Regions from separate parts of the Triticum aestivum genome. Here region 1 is linked to region 2. Evidence: chromatin contacts called from public Hi-C data. All regions are on one chromosome and are shown on one strand. Each heading gives the region's core, a stretch centred on a gene start, on an enhancer-like site or on the middle of the called end of the contact. The rest is flanking DNA. Distances are from core to core; before and after follow the strand shown.

The links. Hi-C and Micro-C count contacts between places; a contact is called where the count stands out from the background.
Region 1: a contact with region 2 is called in a Hi-C map of leaf, with 3 times the contacts expected there. The contact joins the promoter of LOC123062372 here to the promoter of LOC123062370 in region 2. A contact is called at or near these places in 3 of 5 Hi-C or Micro-C datasets (all in leaf) and 1 of 1 datasets of contacts at active chromatin or transcription factors (leaf).

Annotation. Positions count from the first base shown.
Region 1 is chr3A:582,248,377-582,253,172 of IWGSC CS RefSeq v2.1, reverse strand. LOC123062372 (probable LRR receptor-like serine/threonine-protein kinase At1g51810) reads left to right here and starts at 3,304. Exons shown (of 12, transcript XM_044485854.1): 1 at 3,304-3,530; 2 at 3,751-4,318; 3 at 4,600-4,796. The coding sequence starts at 3,416. LOC123062373 (a long non-coding RNA gene) reads right to left here. Exons shown (of 2, transcript XR_006429642.1): 2 at 3,176-3,589. It overlaps LOC123062374 (a long non-coding RNA gene), which reads right to left and starts at 2,703. Exons shown (of 3, transcript XR_006429643.1): 1 at 2,087-2,703. It overlaps LOC123062371 (senescence-induced receptor-like serine/threonine-protein kinase), which reads left to right. Exons shown (of 12, transcript XM_044485853.1): 11 at 785-844; 12 at 911-1,793. The coding sequence ends at 1,581.
Region 2 is chr3A:582,031,102-582,035,788 of IWGSC CS RefSeq v2.1, reverse strand. LOC123062370 (senescence-induced receptor-like serine/threonine-protein kinase) reads left to right here and starts at 3,405. Exons shown (of 12, transcript XM_044485852.1): 1 at 3,405-3,873; 2 at 4,064-4,625. The coding sequence starts at 3,777.

The sequences.
Region 1 (4,796 bases), core at 2,055-4,554, 220 kb before region 2:
CACTATTTCAATTTTTCTATCAAACATAGTTGACTTAGGTAATGTTTTACATCATTCAAAATCAATAACTATAAAGGGACCAACACGCCAATAGCTTTTATTAACCACTTGGAAACCACCTACCCGCCAAACTTTATATTGTGCGTTGCAGCATAATATAAAATTTGGCAGGACCTAGCATAATTTAAAAAAAACTCGAATCAAATAAATCTGGCTTTGACACCCTTGATCCTACTGTAAACAAGGAGATTTTTAATAAAACCTGATTTCCTTGTCAAAGGTTTAGTTGATTGTATAGACTGTTATTGCTGCTGCTAATCAATACACTTGAGTTGGTGGACCTAGTTCTTCTTTGAGCTTTTCTTTTTTGGAATTTTTTCTTAGAATTGTCCATTGCCAAATTCATAAGCATGGCATAGTCATAGATACTTGGCTAACAAATTGGGGCACCACAGTTACATACCTCTACTCAGTCATAATTATGACTCGATCGTTACATATTTGAAACCAGTAAGAAACAAAACAACGACAGAGGTACATATTCAAAGAATACTTCAATAGACCATAATACTTATTAAAGAGAAGAAAAAGCAGTGACCTCTCAAAGATCAAGTGCCTATTTATGCCGGGTTCAGACCATAATAGACCAATTGATAACATGCTTAATCATTGTGGTTTAAACATCATTCTGAAGTTAAATGTGCAAAAATTATAAAGCTAGTATGTATGCTACCATGCATGTATCTTGTGGCACTTGCATTAACTTTGGTACGTCTTGATGCAGGAGATGACTACGGTTTGACTTGGGAACAGCGACTTCATATTGCACTTGATTCGGCACAAGGTTCACATTTCATTTGCATGCTTTCTTTTAGGTGATGTATGCATATGTTGACAAAGTAAACTACAGGACTGGAATATCTACATGAGTCATGCACCCCATCAATAGTTCACAGAGATGTCAAGACCGCCAACATCCTTCTGGACAAGAACCTGGTGGGGATCATAGCTGATTTTGGGCTTTCGCGGGCTTTCAATGATGCGCACACACATATATCTACAGTTGCTGCTGGCACTCTCGGCTACCTCGACCCTGAGTACCATGCAACTTTCCAGCTCACCATCAAGACAGACGTTTACAGCTTCGGCATCGTGCTCTTGGAGATCATCACTGGCAAGCCCCCGGTATTGATGGACCCTCACACCTACCACCTACCAAACTGGGTACGCCAAAAGATTGCGAAAGGCAGTATTCAAGATATCGTGGACAAGAGGCTGTTGGATCAGTACGACGCCAATGCCCTGCAGAGCGTGGTGGATCTTGCCATGAACTGCGTAGAGAGTGCAGCCATCGACAGGCCAAGCATGACCGAGGTTGTTTCAAGGCTAAAAGTGTTGTTGCCAACAACTCCAAGCCAGAAACAGTATGCTTCCCCGTCCTCCACGAAGTCCATGAATGATGAAATGCGAAAGCAGTTCCAGCTGTTGATTTCTGGAGAAGTCAACGACGAGAGCTCCAGCTCCTTCCAGTCTGGCTATACCAGTCGGATGACACAACTGGTCCCCTTATCTGGACGGTGAAAGGAAAATGCATGCGAGTTATTGTTGCGTCTGCTTAGACAAAGTTTGGTAGTTTGCTCAACTTGTCATGATTGGTTGTAGATAAACAGAAATCCAGTCATTTTGTTTCCATTTTCTGATCTTGCTTGTTGTTTGGATGAGGGGTAAAAGAATTGTGCAAACTTTGGTATTTTTGTTCAAGGAATTTTCAAATAGGATGTAGTCTTCTTCCATGTGAGAACTCGGTGATCTGTTAATTGGCACTCGCACATTAGGTTCCAGACCAAATTTAAAACAAGTTAAACACTGCAGCTTAAGAACTCGGCATTTTCATTACCCCCAATCCCCCATTCCCTCTTTGCAATGCTGTTGAATCGGATTAAAATACGCCCTCCTACTACCAAATCCTCTGAGCATTTCCCGAGTTGGAGCTACTACTGACTCTAGTAAGTATGAGCGAGTTGGCACCTGAGGTACGAAGAGGCTGATGCGAATGCAGGGGAAGAAATGCAACCGCATGACATACCTAACCCTCCTCGCCGGTCGCCCGCAGGCGGCTCCTCGACTCGGCCGCTTACTGCAGTGCCTCCTGGCCGAGCTCCGAGCTGTTGTGGCGGTGGCGGTGGCCTTGTGGAAGGGAAGGGGAGGGGGCGGGGCAAACCCGCGCCGTGCGTGAACCCATGGCCGCCACCCCCGACGGCGACGGCGACGGCAGAGGGCAATCTGGTCCCTCAAACGGAAAACGATGTGCAATCTGGTCCCCCGATCCCCAAATGCGAGAGTCGAGTCGGGTCGCGCGTGTAGGCCCCCTACCGCCCTGGCCTGGTGCCACCGCCTAGAATCACTCGTGTTTATCGGCTTGCCTCCGCGTGCGCCGCCAGCAGAGAGCGCGCGTGGCCCTGCCGACCGTGCGCCGCCGTTTCGCGGTGACCGCGGCCGGCACAGGGCGAGGAAGCCGTCGCCGTCCGCCGGGACGGCTTGTGCTTGCCGCCTTGTCGATAACCTGTGGAGTTGGTTGACGCGGTTTCTCGACGTAAGCGGGACAGGGGCACCTGCCCCAAACCAGATTGAAACCAAGTTCAGATCCCGAATATACATACAGTCGCCGCTCGCTCATGAATTCTACTTCTACCTGCCCTGCCCTTTGTTTGTGACGCGCGACCAAGTGCCATCCTCCACGTACGTGCTGATGAAACTCGATATTCATCATGGTAATAAAAATAATAAGCATCCTATTGACATTTGAGACCGACCGGCCGGCGGACATGCGTCCTCCGAACTCACACCCGGTCGTTCTTATATCGCCCTGCGAATCGGTCGGTCTAGCTGCCACTTGTTCCTTTTTTATCTGATGAGCCTTGTGGTGAAAGAAATTGATGCAACTTGCATCCATCTTATAAGAAAAGAAATTCCAGCTTGGCATGGAGGATAGGCCGCACGCCAAATGTCGCGGTGCTCTGCAGTCTTCCGTATGCGGCCAACGAACCGCTCGTCAGCCTGATAGCCAAGTCCCAACTCGGGCACAATTGTTTGTGTGGGCGGGCGAATCGGGCCTGCATGTCGCCCATATCTAAAGCCACGGACGTTGACGGTTCTCTGAACCAGTCTGGTGTGCTAGAGAAAACAAGTGCTGCGACCTGCAATTACCTACTGATGAGCAAAAAAAAATTGCTTTCTATACATTTGTTAAATTCAAGGCCAAGCCCAAGCCCAAGTCAAACTAAATACTCAAAACCCCAACAAACCATTACAAAAATATACCACATTGGTGTTTTCGCTGCTATATAGCTGCACAAGCCTTTTGTACCGGACGGTTGTTTCTTGCTTCCAAAAATTGCGAGGACTGGGCACAACCATGGCGATCAGCTTCGGTTGCTCGGCAAGTACAACGACAAAGCTGACATGGATCCTGGCGCTGCTGCTCATCCTGGTCACCATGATCCAAGTCCATGGCCAGTCTTCTACCTCTGGTAATACAATACTTCCAGCGTTTCCCTTCTACCCTGCACCTCTATTAGCTCTGCTCCATCTGCATGGAGAGTTCAGTTTACTTTAGCTTGCAACTTAAGAAGTTCCACTCTGAAATCTTAGATGTCAACAAATTCTTAGCTACCAAATACCTGGTCGCACATTCCATGATCATCTTAAACTTGAAACACATGAAACTGATACGTACTCTCCATTACGCAGGGTATGTAAACATCGATTGTGGATTCACAAACAGTAGTCCCTACAACGACACCCTCACAGGACTCGTGTTCCTTCCTGACCTTGAATTTGTCGATGGCGGTGCGAGCAACAATATTTCAGCAGCACTCATGGCTGATGCCGTATATGAGAACCAAAAGGTCTTGAGGAGCTTCTCTCATGGCTCGCGGAATTGCTACACGCTGCCATCCGCCGCTGGTAAAAAGTTTTTGCTGAGGGCTATGTTTACCTACGGGAACTACGATGGGCTGAACCGGACTACGGATGGGTCTCTGTTTCTGTTTGGACTCCATATCGGTGTCAATTTCTGGGAGGCGGTAAACTTGACAAATACGGATCCATCAAGCACAATATGGAAGGAGGTGCTCACCGTTGCTCCGGCCAACAACCTGTCGGTCTGTCTGATAAACTTCGGTACAGGGACTCCGTTCGTGTCTTCGTTGGAGCTGAGGCCACTTGAAGATTTGATGTATCCTTTCGTGAATACTTCGGTGTCAATCAGCTACTTTAGACGAATCAGATTTGGTCAATCCACTGAATTTATCACAAGGTGAGACAAGGCTGGCATCCATAGTAATTTTGGATTTGATCTTAATAATGCCTGACGATGCTTTTAAATTCGGCTGGCAAGCTCGGCACAACTAAAGTGATTGCCCCTTAATCTGTTTCCTGAAACCTGAAATTGCTTCTAACAAAAATTAATGTCATCTTAAGGTGACAAGAAAGTGGGTTTGTCAGTTGCCATAGCTGCTGCCTTTAAGTACAAACCAGAAAGTAGTTTATTGGGCTAGCTATTTACTTGTTCTCCCCTTGTCTTTGTGTGTGATCAAGATATCCATTGGACCCGTACGACCGGTTCTGGGAGGGCTGGTCTTTCTCCTACAACGCCTACCCCTGGATCGCCCTAAACACTAGCAATCAAGTAAGGCCGCTACCCGGTGACAAAGCCTTCCAGGTACCGGAGGGCATCCTCCGGCGGGCCTCAACCCTAGACGCAAATTTCTCCTTCTTCGAGATCAATGTGACAG
Region 2 (4,687 bases), core at 2,156-4,655:
GCGCAGTGATGGTGTTCTTCTGGGAAGGCTTGGATCTTTTTTTTCGAGAGTACGCCTAGACGTATCATAGCTTTATAGAGGCAGAAATGAAATTACAAGAAGCTACCACTCGTTGCGAACAACGAGCGTAGCACACACCACACCACACACGACCAAGATTACAAGCGGACAACACCGCAAAGCAAGCTACAACACAGAAGAGCCTATCTTCAGCTGACACACACTGCGTGTCGACCGACGCCGGACACCTCCGAAGACCACCACTTTCCATGGAACATCACTTGTCGACGCACCATCCACTCTGAGCGCCTAAGAGGAAGTGGCAAGTGGAAGGCGGGACTTGCTTCGATCTAAGAGAAGCACCTACTTGAAAACACCAACGATGAGCGTACATAGCGCCGCAAAGAATCAATAGAGGACAGCGGCGAACACCGGAGGAGAGCAATAAGGACCCAACCATATCTCCACACACAAAGCTCCCAACAGAGATACGACATCGAGGATGCTGCCAATGTGCCGATCCAACATCGAATCGAGGCTTTCGCCCGGAGACAGCCACCAACTCCAAGTGAGCGAGGGGCACGGCGCACACACCTCGGCGACGCCTTCAAGAAGGAAATGACACCCACAGGTGCCATCGCCGCCGGCCTGGCATAAGCCGAGCAGGATTTTCATCCGCGCAAACGCACATCACCACGCCTCCTGGAAATGGGCTACACCGTCCAATTTGCCTCGCACCGCCGCCACCGCAACTCTAAGTCGAAGTAGCCACAAAGCTGAGGACTGACGACCGGATGCATGACCAAGAAGAACCCGGCCACCGCACCAACTCCCAGCCTGAACAAGAGACTGCAGCCACCCCCACCTCCTGCAGGGTCCATGACCGTCCGCAACTGCCTACACCCACTCCAAAGGCTGGCCTTGCGACAGACGGACCCGCTCCTCCGCGAAGAACCAAGCCGCGCCACCAAGAGAGCCCCGCCACTCACCACACCGCGCAGAGGAGGCCGGCCACTCGCTGCTCGCCAAGACTCCATCTTGGCCGAGCCATTGCAGCGCCGCCACCACCAGCCTGGCCGTGGGTTTGCTACGCTGCCTCCAGATGACGCCGCCACCGCCCAAGCACACCGCCACACTGCTGCCAGCTCTGTCCAAGCTCGCTGCCCTGCCAGACTCCATGTCGCGCATCCGCCGCCATCCTACTCCACCAGCAGCAGCAGATCTGGCCAAGACGAGTCCCGCCACGAGAGAAACGCCGCGCCGTCACCGGCACGCGCGCTCCGCCACGACGACGCGCCTCCACCGGCCAGCGGCTGCGCTGCCCCACGCCACCACCGCCAGCAGCGCCATCCGACACGCCGGCCTCCGGGATCCGCCGTCTTGAGCGAAGAAGAGGCCCCCCGCGGCCCCCGCTCCAGCCAAGGGCGAAGGAGATCCCGCCGCCACCGGCACCGCGCGGGCTTTGCCCGGCGGCGCCCGCCGGCGGCGGCGGGGGGAGAGGGAGCGGGTGGGGGTAGGTTCTGGCGGCTAGGTTTGGGTCGCCCGCGGGGGAGCGACGCAGGGCAGGGGGTAAGGCTTGGATCTTGACCCGATGCTTCTTTGGCACCATCGCTTGGTGGTTTTGTTTGTCCCCTATCCTCGACACGGGTCCTCGTCGTAAGCTTTCTGGTCAAAACTACACCCACATGGTTCCCACTCCACGGTCCAGAGCAAGAGGGCAGTGGGCTCTCTTCGGCGGTAGTTCGGTGGGGGCCTCTGTCATGAAACCCCATGCTTTTCTGTACGTGACGCAAGTTTGCTTTGGATCAGCTTCTTCGAAGCCTCTGGTTGTGGTTCCGCCACTCCTATGCTTTCGCTTCAGGCTGCAAGTGGGACTGTAGGTGGGAGTCCCACCACAATCCACCTAGTCCCAATACGGTTTGGTGTTAAAAAAGTGGGCACCCCACCAAAACTAACATAAATTATGTGGGACTAAGTGGGATCCCACTTAACAAATGCATTTGCAACTAAAAACATGGACTAAGAAGGAAAGAACCTGCTGTATTATCACAAATTGCCAGTTACAGACTACAAATTTTCTCTTCATGAATCAGTACATCTCTAATAGAAACAGAAGGGGGGAAAGTTAATTTTAGTAAATCTTGACTCTGAACTTGGAAGGAAAACAAACATCTGAATACATGAGCAATCCATCAGCATCTGAGTCTTGACTCTTAACAGAAAGAGAAACATGAATCGAGCCTGAATGAATCTGATGGACTACCTGCAGCCGATGACCTAGGGGTCGCGTCCGACCGGGGTAGAAGATGCGAGGCAGTGGAGACCGAAAGGACCTGAGTGCGAGGCGAAAGAGGATGGGATGTGGCGACGGCGTCCATCAGCAGCGGCGCTCGGAGTACCTCTGCTACGCTGCGGCGCCTCCCGAGTTGGAGAGAAGGGACCGGTGATTCTTGATGGGGACGGCGGAGCAAGGCAAAGAGGGAGAACGTCTGAGTCAGAGGAGGGGCAAGGTGTGAGGTGGTGGTGCGAGGAGTAGCCAAGAAGGTGCGGCGGCGAAGTGGAGCACCGCCGCCGCCTGGAATTTGTGCACTCGTGCGGCTTGCTCTATCCACTCTCGGCTGGGCACTCAAGGCTCAAGATTTTTTTTTTGAGACAAACTCAAGGCTCAAGTAAATAGTGGGTTATGGTGGGGTCCCAATGGGCTAATAGGGCTAGCCCACTTAATATTTTTCAAATCCAATGAGAGTCCACTAATGCTACTTAAGTGGGATGGGATAATTAGTCCCACTTAGTCCCACCTCCACCTGCAGCTTGAGTTCCGCTCATCGGTCTGTAAACTGGCATGTACGTATGTCTTGTACATTGTTGGTGCTTTAGCTTTGTTCTGTAGTTTTCTTTGATCCGCTTTGCAAGAGGTTTTTTTCTTTTTGAAACAACGCTTTGCAAGATGCTACCAGAGCTTTGCTCGCGGGGCCTGCTGGTCCACAAAACACTGGAAGTGCGCTGCGTCCTCCCCAGGAAACATCAGAATCCGACATGCATTGCCCAACCGCATGCTGATGGAAAATTCACGGGTAAAACAACCAATTGAGATTTCACAGCTTGAGGGGACGCATGCCGGCATGCGTGCTGCCGCTCACTCTTACGTCAGCGGAGTTAGGTCTCGCTGGGTTTGGCCAACGTCGACGAACTGGTCTTGCAAGTTGCCCTCTTCTTTTTGTCTTAAAACTACTGATCTACTGATATACACTTTGTTACTCTCGTTGAATTTACCACAGTAGACTGGTTCATCGCTGTAGGAGCAAGCCGCGTGCATGGTTCGCCAAAAATGAACCAATCTCGTAACCGGCATCTCGCCGTCCTCTTCTTTAAATGGATGATACGCATGCTATGCGTATTCGCCAAGAAAAAATGCATCAATCTTGAGCTGGGACTTCGTTATGACGCTGATGGGCAGTACGTTAGCGCAGATCCAGTCAAACTAAACTCCATGACAACTTGGCCAGTTGCATTTTCAGTTTTTAGGTGAGATGCAAGTTGCATTTCTTACATGATGAAAAGGCTACCTACTGATGAACAGAACGTTTTGTTTCATCCACATTGTTAATCCAGCGCCGAGGCCAAGTCAATCCAAATACTAAGTTGTGTTTCTCTGCTATATAACTACGTACAGAATCATGAACAGAAGTGCGTACACAATACATTTGTAGCAGAGAAACATAAACGCTTACTTTTTGCATGATCGCTTGCAAACATTGCAAGAACCCAAGAGTACCATGGTGATCAGCTTCAGTTGCTCAGCAAGTAGAAAACTGACGGGGATCTTGGCCTTGCTGTTCATGATGACCCGAGTCTATGGCCAGTCTACTTCGGGTGATGTGCCCCACTGCATTCTTTAGTTTACTTTGGAGTGCAATTTAAGAAACACTTCCCACTTTACTGAAGCCTTAGCGATAACATACTAGGAGTATTATCTACTGAATATCTAGTCACACCATCCATGATCTTGGTGTAGATCTTAAACTTGAAACACATGAAACTGATATAAATTCTCCTTGTGCAGGGTTCATAAGCATCGATTGCGGAAACAGACGCACCTACAACGACAGCACAACAGGAATACAGTACCATTCTGATCATGGATTTGTCGATGGTGGATTGAGCCACAAGATTTCAACGGAGTTCATGGCTGATGCCACGAATGAGCAACAAAAAACCTTGAGAAGCTTCCCTCAGAGCTCAAGGAATTGCTACACGCTGCCATCCGCCACTGGTAAGAAGTTTCTGGTGAGGGCCTTGTTTACTTACGGCGACTATGATGGGTTGAACAGTACTATGAGCGGGTCGCTTTTTCGGTTTGGGCTCCATATCGGTGTCAATTTCTGGGAGGCGGTGAACTTGACAAATTCAGATCCATCAAACACAATATGGAAGGAGGTGCTCACCGTTGCTCCTGGCAACAACCTGTCGGTCTGTCTGATAAACTTCGGTACAGGGACACCGTTCGTGTCTTCGTTGGAGCTGAGGCCACTGCAAGATGTGATGTACCCTTTTGTGAATTCTTCGGTGTCAATCAGCTACTTTAAACGGTTCAGATTTGGTAATGCCACTGAATATATCACAAGGTGAGACAAGACTGAGATCCATAATAATTTGGATTTGATCTTAATTATGCCTGACAATGGTT